3 separate regions of the Zea mays genome follow, and all the other regions are linked to region 2. The links are chromatin contacts, called in public Hi-C maps. All regions are on one chromosome and are shown on one strand. Each heading gives the region's core, a stretch centred on a gene start, on an enhancer-like site or on the middle of the called end of the contact. The rest is flanking DNA. Distances are from core to core; before and after follow the strand shown. Region 1 holds the start of LOC100281976 (splicing factor, arginine/serine-rich 12). Region 2 holds the start of LOC100279142. Region 3 holds the start of LOC100273974 (Tubulin-specific chaperone E).

Region 1 (2,700 bases), core at 125-2,624, 310 kb after region 2:
GTTAACAATTAAAGTAACAATGGCTCAAGAGTCAAGATCCAATTTTTTGGGCTCACATCCACTCGTTAGCCACTACAGTTAACTGCAGTCTGAACATGAGTAGATGATTGGCCAAAAGGAGCACATGCCTTTTGTTGTAGCAAAAGCAAGCAATATGCAAAGACATGAGCGCTTTTTATGGAAAGGAGATTGTCGAAAAGGTGACTTTACTTGGTTTTTTAACTAGATCCCCGACCCTTTTTCTGAAAGAGCCATGCAATCTGATCTCCAAGCGGCTCTAGCTACTCAGCTTCCCTACGATTTCTACTCCACTTCCCTACGACGACACCTAGGAGGAGCGGAGAGGAGGGAGAGGGGTGGTACCACAGAGGTATGGGATGAATCTGCATTGAGGCAAAGAGGGAGAGGGGGTGGTGCCACAGAAGTATGGGATGGATCTAGATCGAGGCAAAGAGAGGAGAGGCGACCTGTAGATCTCCACCAGCAACTTCTCGTGGTACTCCTTGAGTTGAACCACCCACTCGAAGGCCATCTCCATTCCGTGGGTCATCGTGGCGCAGTAGGGTGCACCGGTGCCATACCCTATGGTGGGGGAGGAGCCAGCCATAGGCTGGAGGACACGTACGTGTCACGGAGCCGCTTGAGGCACCGGTGAGGGACAATGCGCTCGCGGTCCTCCTCTCCTCGACGACCCAGCCAGCCGCTAGAGCCAAATCTCTCGGCATCTATCCGTGCCCTGGATACACACGACCTGTCTCTCCTCGATGTCGACCGCGAAATTGGAGCCCGCCACAACCACGGAGAAGTTGCCCCAGCCACTAGAGTCCGATGTCGCGGTGGTGGAGGCTTGACGGAGGTGGTGGCAGCCAGCATTGTGGCAGAGGGAGAGGAGGAGAGGGCATCAAGGGGGAGGCTGTGGGATCAAACCGCAGTGAGGGACGACGGATCTAGGAGTGGGGGCGGGTGCGACGATGATGGGGCGCAGGCGCGGTGGGGAGGGGCGATGACTACGAGGAGATAGGGGGGAGGAGGGCGAGGGCGGAGCCGTCGAGATTAACGAGGGCGTGCGCGGTGTTCACGCGGCGAGATTAGCGGGGAGGGGGGAGGGCGGAGCCGTGGTGGACGCCCTCCTTACCCTTAAGGGCTGATTTGGTGATCCGGGATCCCGGGAGGATTGGAGCCTCCAATCCTCCCGGGATCCCCTTGTCACCAAATCAACTCTAAGAGTAGTAGAGATTTGTATCCGATACTCTGGGTAATCCGGTTTCACCCTAGCTCCCGCAGTCCCGTGGATCACTTTGCATACAAGCCCTCAAATGTTTCGGAATCACCTGTATCTGTATGTCCCTGATCCACAGACTTTGCGGGCCAAAAATACATGGGCTTTACACTTGGGCCCAACACGAGGCTCCCGGACTCCTCAGTTCCTTCGCTCCTCTGTAACCCGGGGCGGCCGACGAGGCCGGGACCACCGACGGCGACGATGGGCGGCGGCGAGGGCAAGTCCAAGAAACGCCGCTCTTCTACCTCCTCAGGTACCCAGCCACCCAGGGATACCTATCGTATCCCCTATTTGGTTGAATCCGTCGGTTCGTTTTGCTGCGGACCATCGATTTCTTTCTTCCTTGGTTTAGCGGATGAAGAAGGGGGGGAACGGAAGAGGCGGGACAAGAAGGAGAGCAAGAGGAGGAGCCGAGACGACAGGGAGGATGACGATGACAGACACAAGAAGAAGGGGAAACACATCGACAGGAACAAAGGAAAAGGTTGGGTTCCTAAATCGTTACAGCTTCCGGTTCTTTGATTTCGTCAACATTCCAAGGATGTTATGTCACAAAAACATTCCAAGAATGCTAAATCGTTACAGCTTCGGTTATCATTTTCTGAAAAAAAAGCGCTTATTTCTGTGTTTTCGAGGCTCAGCGTGTTAAGTGAATTTCTGCTCGCTCCATGTACACTATGGTTATGTGAAATAAAGCTTTGATAGGTTGTGACTTTGATGTGTGTTTCTGTGTTGATAGAGAGAGATTCGAAGGATAGGCATTCCAAGGAGAAGACGAGCAAGAGAAAAGACAAGGACGCTGTAAGTTCTTTAACGAGTGACGTTATATTCAGACTCAGTTTTGTTGGGCAGTGCCAAGTAAATAGTTAACATTGGCATATTCGGTTCCTTTGAATTACTGATATTTGGTACCTCTTTAGGGCTACGTTTTTTGACTTGGATAAATTGTTGCGGAACATTATGCTTGTCATGGGTCTATAATGGAATGGTGCTCTGAAATAGAAAATGTAGGAGTGTTGGTGTTATGTACGGCCAGGCCTATACTAGGCGCTACAGGGCCTTAGGATAGGGCCCAAGGCCCATAGTTCATACTTATCCATACTTATCTAGATAGCTTAGTTCATACTTATCTAGATAGCTAGCTTCCATATAAATACTTGTAAGACACCTTGAGATTGTCAAGCAGAAACAAGATTGTTTCCGGCTTCCTTTAGGGAGTCGGGATTCCTCCAGTTCTAGCCCTAGCCGCTACCTCTAGCCCTAGCTGGCCGCCCCTGTGGGCTACGCCGTCAATTACGGCGCCGGCTCGGCGTTCGTTGCACTTCAAGCCTTGTCCCCCAATCTCCCACCGCTATAACCTACGATCAGTCAGGCTAGAGGATTTGGTACATAACAATCTGGTATCAGAGACCTCGACG
Region 2 (2,700 bases), core at 46-2,545:
CCTCCACAATGCAGTTGTGCGCTGTGTCTGTGTGTGCCTGCCTACACGGCTCTACGTCAGCTGATAGGAAATCGGATGAGACTGGCCTGTCAGGCTGCTGCCTGAAGCGATGATCTGATTGAGTGGCCGCCGCTGAGGGCGTGCTTTATTGCCCGCCATATATAGGGCTCTCTTTACATTACAGAGCCCCTGGGTGCCTATATACCAAAGCAAATAATCAGATCAGTGACTGGCAGTAGCAATAGTGAAGTGAAAAGAGAAGGTAGTAGGACACCGCCTTTCTCCATCTCTACAGTTCTATACCAGAATACCATCTGCTTATCGTTCTCACGATGACGCCGTTTCTGTTGATGGTAGCTAGTTTATGAACGCTGATAGACAGTCTTGCCAGATTTCAGATTCCCTCCCAAGGGTAATTTGGTCATTGTTATCTATCACTAGTCCTGAGTCTGCACTTCATTGTTTGATTGCTCTGTAACTACTGTAGCTGTTCAAACTGCTGCAGCTGCAATCTATAAAAATAAAAGCCATAGCTGGATTAAAGCCGCAGCCAATAATATGCTAAGAAACGATGCCAAACTGCAGCGCCTGACTGACGACTCCATGAGGCATGCATTATTGCATTGTAACTCGTGAGGTTCTTGAGACGAGGCATATACGCTACGGTCGGTTGCCCAGATTTGGCTTTTACCGCGACGCTGCGCACATGTTTTGGTTTGGACTTTGGAATCAAGTGCAGTGCAGAATATGCAGATAGATAGATAGGCGCCAAAAGCCCAAAAGGGGACTGTGCCAGCACGTGACGTGAGAGAAGGCCCCATGGATCATCGATCGGTCCCATGGAGCAGGCGAGGGGCCTCAGATTAGCACGCTCGTGTGACTCCTCGTCAGCGTGCTGCTGCCCATGGACGGATCCACTGCTAGCTTGATGGCAAACCTTGTCGTCACCGGTCACTTGCCTGCCTGCACCGCCGTACGTTTGGCTTCAGGGCCGGTTCGTTTACTCTACTCTGAAACGGTTAAACCGTTCTAGCCGGAATGGTAGATTCATGTTTGTATTAGCATTGGCTAGATGTACAATAATTTGGGGTCCCAATCCTAACTAAACGAACGGGCCCTTAAGCAATCCCTTGCAGGCAAACAACTCACTCATGTGCCCTTCTATCACTAGGCACGCACATAACTCGTGCACGTCCCTATTAATTAATTATAAACCACGGTTGACAGACACGGGACACCCCCAGGCCCCAACCCACCAGCAAGAACGCATTCCCCGGTTCCCCCCCACTCCACTGTCCACCCCGGTCCCCGGCACTCATCAGTCATCACTCCTCCAGCTTGCTCGAGTCACGATCCCTCCCTCCCCCCCACACAGGCAGGCGCCAGGAAAGCAAGCAAGCCGCCGGGACGCGCGGGCGGGCGGCGCATGGCGGAAGGAGGCAGCTCCACGGCACCCTCGGCCCCGCCGTGCTGCGGCCTGGCGCGGCTACTGCGGCGCCTGCGGCGGCAGGGCAGCCGGGCGCTGTGCGCGGCCGCGGCCTCGCGCCGCCACCGCGCGTCGTGCCGCCAGTACGACCCGCTCAGCTACGCGCGCAACTTCGACCTCGGCCGCGACGCCGCCGACGCCGAAGACGCGCGCATCTACTACGCCTGCTCCTTCTCCTCGCGCTACGCGCTCGTCCCGCCCCCCGCCTCCTCGTCCGCCGTCGGCCCCGCTGCTGCCCTGGATAGCCTGCCGGTCGCCGCCAACAGATAGTGCTTGTGCTGTCAAATCAAATGATTCTAGGTAGTATAGGGCTATAGGCAGCTTGGCTGGTGCACCGTCCTCCTTCCTGTACATTAACCAAGGAGAAGGGTACAATTTTATTCCCTTTTCCCTATTTTTTTAAAGTTTAGACCTATGGATGAACTAATACCATTTTTATAGTTTAATGACTTGTTTAGTAGAAGGAGATTAAGATTTGAGAGGCTAAAATCCTTTACCGAATAAAAGGATTTTAGCCACTTTAATTCTCTTGCTCCTAAACATCTATTGTGGATCAAGCCCGATTCATGATTTTAAAAGACTCTAGACCAACCTAGATATCTGCCCCTCTTAATATATATACACTTTTCTAGTTTTATATCGCTAAAAAGGTATTTTAATAGAAAAATATAAACATAAGTGTCAAACTAGTAAAAATTTGACACTCCATTTAGCATTACACAATTTCTCTCAACAAATAGAGCATTTTTTAAGCTGAATTATTCTGGTTGCCTACACCCTTCGTATTCACCACTTATTTCACTCACTATTTTAAACTCCACTATATAAATAATAGAGCATACAATACAAAATAGTGTTCTGCACGCCCGTATACATGGTTTATTGGACACAACCTAAGGATAATAATTAGATCAACATTTGTCAATATATCCTTCTCGATAGAACACGTAGCCAAGCCGTACAGACATTTGGATAATAGTCTGAAATTTTGATTAATTGAAGAATATCAGTTGTTAACATCAAATTATCTAATAAAGTTACTCACAATACTTATAATTCATCTTGTCACAACCACGACATGGTATGTAACATTATGTATGTGACATGATATGTAGTAATAAAAATATTAGTATACATATGTATAAACTTTTTTGGGCCCCTAAAATCGTTGGGCCCTAGGCGATCGCCCCTCTGGCCAGGCCAGATACGGCCCT
Region 3 (2,700 bases), core at 24-2,523, 330 kb before region 2:
TGACAGTCTGACAGCAATTGGGTATACCAGTTCCCATGTTACACCACAGTTATTGAGAACAAGAATTCGGATATTCTCGAGCATTGGAGTTTCTACAACATCATTCTCCATGGTATTATTTGTCAAATTAAGAACTTCCAGGGATGCCAGTGCTTGACAAAGAGAGAATATATCCTGAGTGGGAACCAAAATGTTTTAGACACAACAAATGAATAAACAGTTAAACACAGAAGCACAGGGGATATGCTGCAAACATTTGGTAGTACCACCAAGACTTTCTCTTGTTGCTTTGATGTTATATAAAGTCACACCAATTGTAAGTGACTAAGTATAGCAATTGAAGTAACAAGAACCATTCTGTGGGAATTCTTACTTGCCACTGTGAGAACAGATTTCCAGTTAAGTCAAGAAGTTTGAGATCTGGAACATGCAAAAAAATAGCTGTCAGAACAAATGGAAACCTAGGCTTTAATAAGTCCCTGAAGAAATAAATGATAGCAGAACGACCTGCTCCAATTGCTAGACGCATTATGGCTTATTTACAATAAAAACAAGCAGTAAATGGACAAGATGATGATACAGTATTTACTTGGAACCAAACTGTTTAGTTCATTGGGCGCTCCAATTGAGCTCACTCCCATGTAAGAAACGGATGCACTGGCCAACTCATTGAAGTTGTTGAGCTTCTCCTGAACTTTGTCTGTGCCAACAAATTCAACCGAGACCCGCTTCTGGCTTGTCGAGAAGACATACATCTCATCTGAACACAGTGCGTCAAAGCATGCAGTCAGGGTTATTACGGAGGGAATTCAAGAAATTGAGGTGATGTTTGCACAAATATTTCTACTCCTTAGCTGAAAAAGGAAGTGAGCATTGCCGGATCAAAGGAACTGTGGAGGCAGCAAATTCAGGAGGCGTCGGTCGGCACGCACTGCAGTACTGCACTAACCCTGTTCCTCCTTGGTGAAGTCCTGAACGCGGTAACGTAGGCGGAGCGCGTCCGGGAGCGAGATCCCTCCGCTGAGCGCCGTGGGGCGCGCGAAGGTGGCCGAGCACTCTCCCACGGCAACAAAGTATCGGCGGCCGGCGAGCGAGCCATCGTGCCGGCCGCCAGCGCCATCATCCCAGTCGACGCCGACCCAGACTCCGCCGTGGCCCTCTACGGGGCCCAGGTAGCGCACCGTGCCTAGGCGGCGGGGGTCGCCGGCGGCGTGCACGCGCTGGCCCAGGCGGAAAGCAGCGGCGGTGGTGCTGGACATGACTGGACGCCGTGGTGGGCAACTGGGCATCTGGTCGTGATTGGTGAGAGGCGTGATGAGTGATGGAAGCCCATTGGGCTTGCCCCAGCTGTGCTTGTTCGGCCCAAACTGATAGTAGATGAAACTAAACAATACCGAACTTAAAAATATATCTAATCTTTCTTATATAGAACATGTACAGTAAATCACAATAATTTATTTTGTAATCATCAAATTATATCTAATCCACACTAATGACGCGGGCTCAGACTTTGCTCAAGATTAAGACCTCTAACGATGAAAATTGCTAATTATGCTCTAGTCCAATAAGAACCCATTAATGTCGCAGCTAAAATAGAGATAAATTTTTAATTGATACTATGGTTGAATTAAAACTATTAAGAACATTGCACAATACACATGAAAATAAACACATAGTGTCTAGTGATAATTGTTTAGTTATAATATTAATTATTATGTTTAGGTTTGATGTAGATTAGATTTGGTTGTTATCTAAATGTTTTTGTTGGGGGCCTTCGGCTTCCGAAGGTCCTCAAAAACATGATTTAACAATGTTTTTGGAGTATAATACATGAACAGGTACCTTCGGACTTGGATCAAAACCACAGTATGAAGAAGTACAAGGAATACGAAGGATGGTGCAGAGCCGAAGCTATGCGCAGGGGAGCTTCGGCATGATAGCAGAAAAGGAAACTGACTTAAAGATGAAAAGGCTATTTAGACCTCGATGGATTACTATGGAGTTATTAGCAAATGTAAAGGGCATGGGTGTAATTTTACATGGGCTGCGTCTGGTGCCTATAAATAGATGAACAGTGCTCCCGTATTGTTCACGCTGACTTTGCATTTGCTTTTGCGTCACGCTTGTACTTTTACCTTCTTTTAAGCCGAAGGTACACTTGTAATTTAATATCATTTCTATTTTTCCATAGTAATAAAATAGAAATGAGCTGATAATAATACATGACTGCTTATATCACCTTTTATGTTGTATATGATTCTTTCTTCATTATTATATGTCTTGTTGACGAAGGTAAGTCCTTCATAACCTTCGTCCGAAAATCATTATATCCCAAGGAAAATAATACTTCGAAGGACGAAGGACTTTAACGTTTAACATTCTTTGTGTTGCCTTTTTCTTAACTCATAGCATTTGAGATCAAGTCCCCAACATTGGCGCCCACCTCCGGTGAATCCTTTCGACCACCTTCGGCAAGCATTTGACCTTCGTCATGCCACCGAAGAAAGCTTCAGTGACAGGGATTGCTGCTCTGCAGCCACTGGACCCAAACCAGGAGACCCTTTCTCTTCGAGAGGCCCGAAGCCAGAAGAGGAAGGCCACCAGTGCAACGCCCCAGGAAGATGAATTGGACCAAGAAATCAGGAATATGGAGATGCTTCATCAGCAAGTGCAAAAGAAGAAGGAAAAAATGACTCGGTT

The links. A called contact is a pair of places that touch in the nucleus more often than the background predicts.
Region 1: a contact with region 2 is called in a Hi-C map of ear, with 1.6 times the contacts expected there. The contact joins the promoter of LOC100281976 here to the promoter of LOC100279142 in region 2. A contact is called at or near these places in 2 of 25 Hi-C or Micro-C datasets (ear and tassel).
Region 3: a Hi-C map of leaf shows a contact between it and region 2, with 4 times the contacts expected there. The contact joins the promoter of LOC100273974 here to the promoter of LOC100279142 in region 2. A contact is called at or near these places in 2 of 25 Hi-C or Micro-C datasets (leaf and tassel).

Annotation. Positions count from the first base shown.
Region 1 is chr5:86,949,537-86,952,236 of Zm-B73-REFERENCE-NAM-5.0, reverse strand. It overlaps LOC100281976 (splicing factor, arginine/serine-rich 12), which reads left to right and starts at 1,374. Exons shown (of 4, transcript NM_001154893.2): 1 at 1,374-1,535; 2 at 1,635-1,766; 3 at 2,022-2,083. The coding sequence starts at 1,484.
Region 2 is chr5:87,257,933-87,260,632 of Zm-B73-REFERENCE-NAM-5.0, reverse strand. It overlaps LOC100279142, which reads left to right and starts at 1,295. Exons shown (of 1, transcript NM_001152178.1): 1 at 1,295-1,906. The coding sequence starts at 1,427. The coding sequence ends at 1,756.
Region 3 is chr5:87,584,556-87,587,255 of Zm-B73-REFERENCE-NAM-5.0, reverse strand. LOC100273974 (Tubulin-specific chaperone E) reads right to left here and starts at 1,273. Exons shown (of 15, transcript NM_001360518.1): 1 at 950-1,273; 2 at 590-760; 3 at 374-420; 4 at 28-174. The coding sequence starts at 1,259.